Regions from separate parts of the Mus musculus genome. Here regions 1 and 2 are each linked to region 3. Evidence: chromatin contacts called from public HiChIP or PLAC-seq data. All regions are on one chromosome and are shown on one strand. Each heading gives the region's core, a stretch centred on a gene start, on an enhancer-like site or on the middle of the called end of the contact. The rest is flanking DNA. Distances are from core to core; before and after follow the strand shown. Region 1 holds the start of Ypel1 (yippee like 1). Region 2 holds the start of Crkl (v-crk avian sarcoma virus CT10 oncogene homolog-like). Region 3 holds the start of Dgcr6 (DiGeorge syndrome critical region gene 6).

The links. HiChIP or PLAC-seq counts read pairs in DNA pulled down with a chosen protein or histone mark.
Region 1: a contact with region 3 is called in an HNF4G HiChIP or PLAC-seq map of pancreatic cancer cells. The contact joins the promoter of Ypel1 here to the promoter of Dgcr6 in region 3. A contact is called at or near these places in 2 of 39 promoter capture datasets (liver and pre-B cells) and 1 of 115 datasets of contacts at active chromatin or transcription factors (pancreatic cancer cells).
Region 2: a contact with region 3 is called in an HNF4G HiChIP or PLAC-seq map of pancreatic cancer cells. The contact joins the promoter of Crkl here to the promoter of Dgcr6 in region 3. A contact is called at or near these places in 1 of 39 promoter capture datasets (liver), 1 of 484 Hi-C or Micro-C datasets (cerebral cortex) and 1 of 115 datasets of contacts at active chromatin or transcription factors (pancreatic cancer cells).

What each region holds. Positions count from the first base shown.
Region 1 is chr16:17,067,664-17,071,906 of GRCm38.p6, reverse strand. Ypel1 (yippee like 1) reads right to left here and starts at 1,768. Exons shown (of 5, transcript NM_023249.6): 1 at 1,544-1,768.
Region 2 is chr16:17,450,572-17,454,485 of GRCm38.p6, reverse strand. It overlaps Crkl (v-crk avian sarcoma virus CT10 oncogene homolog-like), which reads right to left and starts at 2,501. Exons shown (of 3, transcript NM_007764.5): 1 at 1,698-2,501. The coding sequence starts at 2,008.
Region 3 is chr16:18,064,717-18,068,652 of GRCm38.p6, reverse strand. Dgcr6 (DiGeorge syndrome critical region gene 6) reads right to left here and starts at 2,250. Exons shown (of 5, transcript NM_001289814.1): 1 at 2,054-2,250; 2 at 1,797-1,957. The coding sequence starts at 2,163.

The sequences.
Region 1 (4,243 bases), core at 519-3,018, 1.0 Mb after region 3:
TAAGAACAGATCCCCTGAGGTACTCAGTGTGACCAGGTGTACCCCAGCAATGAAGGGTGGCTGAGCTGGGTCCGCCAGAGCTGAGGGGGAACTTCTGATTTGCGTGTCTAGTGGGGGGGAGACCAAGGGCCTCACACATGCTGAGCCCTACCACCCAGCCACACCCCCAGCTCTTTTATAAAATTAAGTTTATTTATAAAGTTGGAGCTGTGGTTGTGGTAGAGCACTTGCCGAAAATGCATAAGTAAAAAAAAAAACAAAAACAAACAAACAAAAAAAAAAACAGGAAAAGAAAAGACTTCTATTCAGATTGATTACTGGCATTGATTCAACTGTCTGTCTGTCTGTCTGTATGTATGTATGTATTTTTAGTGTTTCATATGGGCCAGCCCCTGGGCTGCTATATATCTGTGGTAAGTCAAGATTTTGGTCTAATCCCTAAGAAGACATGCTAACCACATAGTCCCTTGGCTAGGAACACATAGACCTAGGGATCCTGGTAGCAAAACTCTTCAAATACAGCACCCCTGACTTTTTTAAGAGCCCACAGTATGGCTGGAGAGATGGGCTGACATCCTTTAGCACCTGCTGCTCTTGTGGAGGATCCATAACTTCGGCTCTAGGGGATCCGATGCCCTCTTCTGGCTTCTCTAGATACCAGGCACACACACGGTGAATATACATGTGTGTGTGTGTTTATTTATTTGTACCCCACCATACACATGCACACAGACACCCACTGGACCAGCCCCTAGGGGAGAGGGAGACGGGTACTCAGCAAACATTTGTTAACACATCTACCAGAACACAGCAGAGGTAAAGGGCCCTGGGTGATGGGTGAGGGTGGCTTACTCAGAGGGGCCTGGAGAAGTTCCCCAGAGGAGGTGAGCCTGGTCTTGGAACTTCAGCGGAGCGAGGAGGAGTATGGTCAATTCTTTGACAAGATACATTAGTTAAGGTGAATACATTGTGGATACTTATAAGGCAACTGAATTAGAAAGACCTTGGGCTGAAAAATGATGTTTTCAACGTCTATTATCTATCCAAAACAGAATTCTGCCGGCTTTCTATCCTGGAGCTCAGTACACGATCGAAGATGACCATTTGTGCAGTTATTGAGTAGAGAATATCTTATTTAGTTGCTACTGTTAGCAATTTACATTGATAAAGCCTAGAGCCACAAGTGGTAAACAATGAGGACAATTCCCTTTAGTTATTATTGTACAGGCAACTTGAAAATGCCACCCCATAATATTCTTTTATTGGAGGTATCTTCTGTATTTATTTCTTTCCCCATTTTTTAAGGTAGGGGAAAAAACAATGGGGGGGGGGGGGCGAAGAAAAAAGAAAGAAAGAAAGACCGGGATTTTGCGTTGTCTTCTAATGACCCAAATACCAACAGTTCGGAACATCAGAACAAAAAGTCAACGCATCCTCCGCACTCCCGCCCGGCCCGCCCGCGCCCAACAGGTGCTTCCCCGCCTCCCGGAGCCGGAGATCCTCAGGTCTCCGCAGAGAACCCCTGAGGCCCGCCCGTACTCACGGCCGCTCCGCGGTCCGCTGCGCCCATCCGGCCCAGGCTCGGTCGGCGCGAGCTCGGTTTTCAGGCGGTCCCGGTGTGACCCGGGACGCGCTCCGGCCGTTGGCGCCCACTCCGGGCGCGAGGCATCCTCCTGCCGCCGCCTCGCGGGCCGCCTGCCCTTTGTTTTGGACCCGTAGCCCAGCCCAGCCGCCATAAACGGCCTCGGAACGTGGCGATGCCCAATCAGTGTCCGAGCCCCGCCCTCGCGTTCCCGCCGCTCCGCCCCTCCACGCTCCCCGCCCCTCGCCCTGCCCCACGCGTCCACCCGCGCCCCGCTGCGCTCGGGGGACTGGGCTGGAACGTGTCCGGGTGGAGCTCGCCAGGAGTCCGGTGGGCTGGCCTGACGAGGAACCCAGGCGAACCGGCAGGTCGCGGGGCCGGTGGGGAGGTAGGGTCCTGGAAGGCCAAAGGACCGAGATTTTCCACAGGTTTGCGCCTCAGGCTGCAGGCAGGAGGACCTCTGCAGCTGGGTCCCTAGAGCGCAAGCTTCTTCCCTCTCTCCATACTGACCACCCTTTCTCCACTCTCCAAGTCGCCATCCAAGAGCCTCCAGGTCTGCGTGGACTTGAATTATGGAACCCCAGATTAGATTTCCTACCCACAAAACACAGGCAGTATCACCCAGTCTCCATGCCCACATCTGCGCTTCTTCTGTTATTTTTTTCTTAGTCTCTTTAGATCGATTTTTCAAAGCACACTGCTGAGGGTGAATGTACACATTGCAGGACGTATTTGCGCCCTCTAGAGTGTGCTTGTTAGGATTTATTGTATTGAGGATACCCCTAATTGATTAGATTGTGGGCCCTTTGAGTTGCCATTTACTTAGTGAGTCTCCCAAGTGACTGATTACTCTATTTTTGTATTCGTCCTAGCTAGGGAGTCTCATGTTTTTTTGGCTTTTAGAATATGATCTCTGTAATTCTGTAATTCAAGCTGGCCTCAACTATGTAGCTCAAACATGATCTTGAACTTTATATTTTAAGCTTATTGTGTGAATAAGCACATGCCTGTGCACCAGAGGTTAGCTCTGCTTCTCACCTACCATATTGATCCTGGATTTGAACTCAGGTCAGCAGGCTTGATAGCGGCACCCTCACTCACTGAACCATCTGGCTGACTCTTCTATTTTTAAAGAATTTAAGCGGGAGAGATGGCTCAGCAGTTAATAGCACTGACTGCTCTTCCAGAGGTCCTGATTTCAACTCCCAGCAACCACATGGATTGCTCACAACCATCTGTAACGGGATCTGATGCCCTCTTCTGGTGTGTCTGAAGACAGCGACAGTGTATTCACATACATGAAATAAATAAATCTTTTAAAAAATGTGTTTTTTTTAATAGCTTAGAAAATAGTAGGTTTATATACGGCATTTTCCTATTTCCTTAGCATTGGTTAGGCCTCCTCCAGCCTTCCTTTCCTACCCATCCCACTTCTAACACCTACCTGTTCATATCATGGATACTCCAGTGCCCTTTTCCAGCGTCCTGACTTCTGGAAGCACTCCAGGAAAAACACACAAATCCAAACATTTCAAGCAGCTAGAATCTGCTTTGAGAGAGAACATGTATCATTTGATCTTCAACATTTTTTCTGTCTGCTGGGAGCAGTGGTGCATGCTTTTAATTGTAGTGCTTGGGGGTGGGAGACAGAGACAGGTGGGTCTCTGTGAGTTCAAAGCCAGCCTGGTCTACATACCAAGTTTCAGGTCATCAAGAGCTATGTAGGAGAGAGACCCTGCTTTAGGAAAAAGAGCTGCCATCCTTTTAAAGCTCATGGAAACCTCTGTACCCCTTCAGTTTCAGTCTGTATGTGGCTGGAGGTGACATATTTAACCTTGAGATTCTAATTGTGCAGCCTGCTGGGATTACAGGTGTGCACACCTGGTGCATTTGATGCTGAGACTGAGCACAGAGCCTTGGCACACTCTGCTAGACTACACACAAGGAGCCACAGCCCAGTCACTCTGGGTGCTCTGACTACTGAGAGACTTTAGCACATCAGGTGGAGGCACATGCCTTTAATCCCAGCACTTGGGAGGCAGAGGCAGGTGAATTTCTGAGTTCGAGGCCAGCTTGGTCACAGAGTGAGTTCCAGGACAGCCAGGGCTACACAGAGAAACCCTGTCTCAAAAAACCAAAAGTCACGTATCCAGACTCCAGGCTTTTCCTTCTTTTTCATGAGTTCTATTTCCTTACGAATTTCCAAGTTTCTTTTATCTTAGATGACTATAAGTCCCTGTTGGTTTTGCTAAGTTAAAAACACTATTTCTTTAAAAAAGAAAAAGAAAAAACTAAACCCTAATTTTGACAAGATTGAAATGTAAACTAAAACTCTGACTCTGTTACACAATATGGTCCCGGCCCCTGGCAATCTTTGTGCATGAATCAGCCAACATTAGGTGTCTCCTACAATGGGGTCACAGTGTCTGTCCTTTTGTGACTTACTTCATTTCATGTGTTAATATCCAAGGCTCATCCATGCATGGGTTAGAATTTGTTTCCTCTTGAGGGAGGTATAATATTCTGTTGCCAATAGACCCACTTATCAGTCTGTGGTTTCTGAGGATGCATTTCCCTATCTGGCTGCTGTGAATAATGTGGCACATGAGTGTACAGATATCTCCTCTATACCTTGCTATTTTTGTTTGGTTTTTGAGACAG
Region 2 (3,914 bases), core at 1,252-3,751, 610 kb after region 3:
ACATTTGGTACTTGAGAAGACACATGAAGTAGAATCAGATCTTGTAACTAGCAGGAAGCCACTGCAGTATATATTTCCCTCTTTGAGGTGACTCTAATAATTAACTTAAACTTTCTCCAACACCTGTCACATTGTTGCATGTTTTAATAAAGGCCTGAAGTCAATAACATAATGTTCACAATTCGAGAAGTGAGTTTACTTAAATATACGACTAAACACTATCCATCCTAAGTCTCTTCAAGCTCTTACATTGAAGATGATTCAAGTTGACAGCACCTGCCAGCATCTACTAGGAACTTCGTGTTTCACAGAATTTTATATTCTCATCTGGATAACACATCACTTTTTACAGTCACTTTTCTGTGTTTTACATTTTTAACAATTCTTTGTGTGTGAGTACTCACTCAGCACACGGAGGCTAAAGGACAACTCTGTGGGGGTGGGCTCTCTGTTCACATTCCCCTGGTGGGAACCAAAGGCAGGTAGGTCACCCAGCTTTCACTGCAAACACTTCCCCTCACTCATCATCAGGCTTAGCCTTCTCCACACTTCCTAAAATCCACTCGGTCTGGCAACGGTTAACCACCCCACCTTCATTATTCTATCCTAAAGAAGAAACTCTTTGGATTTAAGTAGGTGCCCTTAATTAATTATAGTATCTTTTCATTTTCAAAGTTCAGAGCAAATTTCACCTTTATGAAGTCGCCTCACCCTGAAAAATCTAAATCAGCCTTTAATTCTTTTTTTAGAAAATAGCTTAGAAATAAACTGGGCAGGAAAATATCTTTTAAAGTCTCTAGACACCTTTTCAATTCACACTGTATCATTTGATGATATTCGTTAGGGAAATTAAAGCAAATTATAAAATAATGCATTTTACTTGAAAAAGAGAACACTTGGGGATCAATATCTTTCTCTTTAAGACAGGGTCTTGCTACAGCTCAGTCTGACTTGGAATCAAGGTCCTCTTTCCTTAGGGGACTAGGGGTGTGTATCTATCTCAGCTAGCTCTACTTAGGGGTCTTTAAAGCATATGTTAAACCACTAGACTTAATTACAAAAAAAAAAAAAACTAAAATTGAATTAATGTAGAATTTAGGTAAATACACTTCCCACCCCTGAGGAAGGAACGGTGAGGATACAAATTTCTTCAAATATAATCCCACTGTCTTCTCTTGGTAATCCCAGTTTTAAAAATGAGTGCTAGAGAATCAGATTCTGAGATTTCTACACTTTCGATCCATTTTAAGGATTATTCCAAAGGCCGAAGGCCACTTTGTAACCTAAAGTTAGTTGAAAAATGCAGGAGTTACAAAAACCTTAAATGGTGTACAAGAATTTCGAGAAAGGAGGAGTCATGGCTATCTTCAGAATCTCAAGGAAGTCTATATTTTTAGCGTCGTTAATAAGCATTCTGCATTAGTATTACAGTCAAGTAAAGTGGCAAAACTGTGTATATATGTGGGGGGTTAGGGGTGCATTTAAACAATGCAAGCAGCACTGCTAAATGTCTAAATAAAATGCATCCTTTCATCCAATGACCCAGATCCTGATATTGGCCTTATAATCCGAATGTCTTCTGATTTAGAATGAGGAAAAGGAGTTCTATCCCCTACCCTACCCCCAAAATTTAATCTTTGACCGACCCTTCGCATCCGGTCAAGTTCTGAACCGGAGAAGGGCAGGAGCTCGCGTACCTGGGCGCCGGTTCGATTAAGGTGGTAGTGTCCAGGTAGTGGATCTTGTAGAACTCTAACAAGGCCGGCAAATGGTCAAACTCCTGGTCCCCGATCTTAAAGCGGCGGTTGGGCAGGGAGTTGATGATGTAGTGCGAGACACGCGAGTTCTCGGACACGGACAGTACATAGTCCCCGGGGCAGGTAGATGAGTCCCGGACTAGGAACATGCCATGGCGCTGGCCTTGGAGACGAGTCTGCGCCTCCTGGCGAGTCACTGGCCCCATGTACCAGGCAGAGCGGTCTGAAGAATCAAACCTGGCGGAGGACATGGTGTTGGGCTCGGGGATGGGCGGCGTCTGCGGCTCTCTTGCTTGGGAAGCCTTTACCCGCTGTCGGCTTTGGGGTCGAGGAAGGGCCTCTCAGAACACTTCGAGGAACAATCAGAGGGCTTGGTCAGGACGTTCCTCTAGGCTCCGGGCCCCGCAGCATCCTCCGCCACCGCCCTCCTGCACCGGGCCGCCTCACGGAGAGCCGGTCCGGGAACACTGGGCAAAGCCCCGGGGTCGAGGTGGGCGAAGCTGAGCAGTAGCGGAGGCCGCCTCGGGCTTCTCAGCTGGCCGGAGTACAGGGGAGGCTCCAGTGACTTCTGTCCTGGAACCCGCCGCCGGCTCCACAGCCTCAAGAGCCTGCACCGATCCCCGCGGTCACACGAAGCACCGCACTCCAACAAGAGTCGCGCCTCCCGAGCAGTCTTACCCAGCCCGCTCCCAATAGCCACAGCAACAAAATGGCGGACGCGGGAGAAGCAGCCGGGCACCTCCCCCTTGGTCCAGCGCATTCAATCTGCGCACGCGCGGAGCTGGGCTCTACCCCCTCCACCGCGGAGGCCCTTCCTTTGACGTCACTGGGCGCTGCCAATCAGGAGTGCGTTCGCGAGGGTCCCAGCGTGAGCCACTCGCGCGGGCTCCCGCGTTCCGGGAGGAGGCAGAGGGTCAGGCCCTTCCTGGACCGCAAAGCAGCCGCCGAGAAGCTGCTGCTGTCAGGCTTCCCGGGCTTGGCAGGAAAACAGCTGGAGCCGAGAGGGAACAGCGTTTTGAAAACCTGTTTCTGTGAACAAAGCGTAGAGTGGTTGCTGAGTGTCCGGCCAAGAAGGCGTGGCCGTCAGATGATTGCGAGCCAGAAGGCCCTGGTAAATCAGGTGGCTCAGGAAGGGCATGACCTAGGGAGTGAGGTGACCATCAAATAGGTTACTGAATAACCTATCAAATAACGCCTGCCCTAGGTGATCCTCCTTGGTACACGTGGAATGATGGTGAAGATCAGTTTGACTAATACTTTACGAGGAGGACAGTGTGTTGGTGAGGATGACTGGACACTACCGGCTGTAAAGTGTAACAAGTGAAATGCAACACCTGTGTCTGGCCTGAAGCCTGTTGCTCTGCAACAGTTCATTTCCTGCCATTCCACGTTGCTCAGTTTCAGCTCTGCCTCCCTTGACATATTTCTCCCTCCAACCCGACTAGTACCTATTTATTTAATTATTTGTTTGGTTTTTTAGAGACGGGGTTTCTCTGTGTAGTCCTGGCTGTCCTGGAACTCACTTTGTAGACCAGGCTAGCCTCGAACTCAGAAATCCGCCTGCCTCTGCCTCCCAAGTGCTGGGATTAAAGGCATGCGCCACCACTGCCCGGCCTATCTATCTATCTATCTATCTATCTATCTATCTATCTATCAAGATAGGAATTCTCTGTGTGGCCCTGGCTGTCCTGGAACTAACTCTGACCACCAACAGGCTAGGATGAAATTTTAATACCACAGAATACTGTCTTATTTACCTATATTTTGCCTGCCTTAAATCCACATCTAGTCTTGAATGATCAGAAATTTGTTAAATGAATGACTATTGTGAAAAATCACCACAAAAACAGATGCTGGATTATTGGTCATAGCATTCCCAAATTAGATAAACAGGAAGGCATGTCCCAAGCCAGTGGTGGTGACACATACCAATAATCCCATCACTAGGAGATGGAGGCAGGAGGATCATGAGTTCAAGGCAGCTGAGCTCTATGAAACCCAACAAAAATGGGGAGGAAGTTAGGGGAGGGAGAAATCTCAAAAGTGAGGAATACAGGAGAACTCCTACTTAGATCTCTATCACTAAAGTCTTGTTCTGGCCGTTTACATTTCCCATGTTTAGCAATTCTTAGATTGTAGGGTAATAACTGGTGATTC
Region 3 (3,936 bases), core at 1,001-3,500:
CAGTGCTTACAGCCTCCCCTAGGTCTTGGCATTTTATGTACCCCAGTGATACCATTTATCATTGCTGTTTGAAACTGACTTAGTCTATCATAAGTTCATCAACACAAGGGCAAAGAAGAGATGGCCTGCTTGTCTGGTTGCAGTGAATATGAAGTAGTCAGAAGGCTTGGGGCAGCAGGTACATGTGTGAGACATCATCTCCTTCAGTCCACTTATCCAATACTGCAGAACATCCCAGGTCAGTTCCCAGAGTCCACACTGGCTCCCTGCTCACTAGGGACCTGGCCATGGTAATGTCCAAGGACAGCAAGGTGGCCCATGCCAGCCACCACCTTCTGTATCTGGCTGAAGGCAGCAGAGGCACTCACTGCCAGGTGTATCAGCCTAGTTCAAGCCTTCTGAAAGACAACTAGCAAAGGCTTGAAGCAGGTACCAAGAACATCCCACCCAAAAGGGCTCTATAGGATGATGAGCAGCTCCACAGTGAAATCAGGGGAAGAAGAAGTCAGTGGTGTCTTTCCTTCCTGGTGATGGAAGCAAGTGCTGGAAGAATGGTGGAAGCAACAGAAGGAACAAAGCCTCCTCCTGCTTACTGGAAAGGATGAGCAAGGTAGGGCCTGGCCCAGACTTGGAATTTCACCACTGGAGAGGCTGAGACAGGACAGCCAGCTCTAGACAACACAGAGGAACAGTCTCGGAAAACCAAAATGGAAAAGAATGAACTTAGTCGTGTACTTTAGGCTTGTGAACTAGATATACCACATACCTCCATCAAAACATTAAAAAGAATAAAGAAAAGCACAGCCGGGCTGGTGAGATGGCTCAGTGGGTAAGAGCACCCGACTGCTCTTCCAAAGGTCCGGAGTTCAAGTCCCAGCAACCACATGGTGGCTCACAACCATCCGTAACAAGATCTGACGCCCTCTTCTGGTGTGTCTGAAGACAGCTACAGTGTACTTACATATAATAAATAAATAAATCTAAAAAAAAAAATTATTAAAAAAAAAAAAAAAAAAAAGAAAAAGCACAGCCACTCAAACATTTGGTGAAGAACTAAAGCTCTCGGAGAACAAGAGACTTCTCAACACATTCTGAGGCATTACCTTCATCCCCACACAAATATTACAAGATGCATTCCTAGAATACAATTCCTTTCTGGGATTTAGAAATCAATGTCTCACGAGAGTAACAGCAAAACCATCTGATCATCTCCACAGGAACTGCAAAAGATTTCAACAAAATCCAACACCTATCTCTAATGGGAAAATCCTGTCTGGCAGCACACAGGCATTGCCAGAAAGGCAGAGTATGTTTGCATGTAAATGTAGCCCAATATAGAAAACCTGCTTAGCAGGTGAGAAGCCCTGGGTTCAGTCCTCAGTTTCAAAATCCAAAGCAATAACAAAGCCCAAAGATCTATAACGTAGCATGGGGACATCGTCACACTATTCTTTCCTAAAATGTTTGAACCGAGTCAAGCTTGAACAAATAAAATGGAAAGGAGATCTGATGGTACAACGGAAGATGCCTAGTATAATTTATAGGAGGAGGTGATCAAGCCTGATACTCAATGGGAAGGTGCTGGAATAATGGATTATCTCTGTGGTAGCACACAGCTATCAACAGACCTACAAGCAGCGAGGTCCATCAAGCCTAGGAGGATGTGGGTACTCTAGGGAACGCGAGTAAGAAGTTTCTGGACAGCAGACTAAAAGGATCAGCATGGCTCTGCACCCCCTGACCCGAGGCTCCCGCGGCTAGGGACGCCCTAGGGAAGGTCCCGTCGCCCCCTGCACCTCGGTGTTCGTTCTGCAGCCGCAGTCTCTGGTTGTAGAGGCTCTTCTCAGTGAGGTGCTGAATCTCCAGAAGACCCTGCACGATTTCAAACACCGTTCCGTCGAGCAGCGCCAGGGCCAAGTCGCTGAGCGTGGTGTAGGACAGGCGCTGCTGAAAGGAGCTGCGGGTAGATCGCCGGGTGAGCGCGGCCGCGGCCCTGGCCCCGGCTCCGGCCCCGGCCCCGGCCCCGGTCCTCCCGCCGCCCGTCGCCGCGCACCTGGGCAGCTCCTTGACCAGGCTCTGTAGTGCTGACAGCAGCTGGTAGTGCCGCTCCTGCTGCCGGGCCCGATCCGCCGCCTCATCCCCGGCGGCCGCATAGCGGTCCATCGCGCGGTTTACCGCGCGGTCCCCCGCCGCCCCTCTACTCGGTCTCCTAGGGTGCCCCGGCGCGCCCCGCCCCCTCACGTCATTCTCCAGCGCGAACGACGCATGCGCCCCGCCCCTCCGGTCGGTCTCCGGCCGTTCACCGTGGTGCGTCAGGCACAATAAGACGCGCTCCACCCACCAGGGAGACTGCTTGTAAGCGCTTTGTCCTAGGGAGAAGAAATAGGGGCTCGCTGAGCTCCCAAGTGGTGCTGACCTTGGAGGTGCGCGCCCAGGGCTCTGCATTCTGGTGTTTTAAAGAAGCAACTCTGGCCTGCTGGGTGTTTTAAAGAAGCCAGTCTGGCCTGCGCCTAGTGTGCGCAGACTGAGGCCACTGGAAGCTGGACACTCCCAGCGGGTTGTGATCCACCCTGGGGGACCTCAGGAAAACAGTACGGAGGAGAGCCAGCTTCTCTTTAGGGTTCTTATTCTCATTAATAAAAGACTTTAGGACAATTTTATTAGCGTTAAAGGATACCCCACCCCCACAAGGAAACCTCAGCGACTGCCTGGAAGTGGAGAGTAGATGAGAAAAGAGTCTTGTGAAGTTGAATTCATGCTGGCTCAACAGTCCTTTACCTACTGAGCCAGCCCCAGCCCCTGACAGTGTCCACATTCATAATTTAGTTTGCAGCATGAATAAGAGAAATGACACCTTCCTACAGCGTTTTTTTAAATAAAAATTACATTCCCTGATGTGCCATCTTTTTCCCTTTTATTACTATTTTAAAAATATAACTCTGTTGAATCATCCTGGTTACTTTCTTTTTGTTTTCCCTTTTGCCACGATAAGCTCTGAAGTAGTGAATTCAGATCTGGGTAACATAAATTACAGTGAAGAAACCTTGTGAAGTTTGAATGCAAATGACCCCATAGCCTCAGATATTTGGAAACTTGGTCCCCAGTTGGTGGAATTACTAAGGAAGGATTAGGAGGTGTGGCTTTATTGGAGAAAGAGTGTCACTGAGGGCTGGTTTTGAGATTTTAAAACATACACCATCCATACATTCTCTGTCTGTCTGTCTGTCTCTGTATGTCTGTCTCTGTATGTCTCTCTACCTCTGTCTCTGTGTCTCTCTTTGTCTCTCTCTCTCTCTGTGTCTCTGTCTGTCTCTTTCTGACTCTCTGTCTCTCTGTGTGAGTGTGTCTGTCTGTCTGTCTGTCTGTCTGTCTGTCTCTTTCTCTTGTCTCATCACTACCAGCACCACCTCATGCTTTTGAATTAAGATATAAGCTATCAGCTACTTCCCCAGGGCCATACCTGCCTACCTGGCTGGTGCCATGCTCTCTACCATGGTGGTCCTGGAGTCACCTTCTGAAGCTGTAAGACCCCCAACAAACCCTTCTGTAAGTTGCCTTGTTCATGGTGTCCTCGCAGCAATAGAAAAGCCTCTGAAACACCTGTGCATGGAGAAATAATTTGCATGAATAAATATACTCCAAAGTAACTGTAATTTAATGTTGACAGTATACCAAATTATGGTGAATCATTTAAATCAGACATTTAAAAGTCACGATCTGCAGCTGGGGATGTAGCTTAGTTGGTAGAGCGTTGCCTAGCATTCAAGATGCAGTGGGGTTCTATGTGCAGTATCACAGAAACCAGGCATGGTGGCGCATGTCTGTGATTCCAGTACTCAGGAATTGTAGGCATGGTCGGATGCGCAGGGGCATCTTTGGCTACATAGTGAGTTCCAGGCTGGCCTGAGATGCAGTAGACCCTGGCTCCAAAAGAAA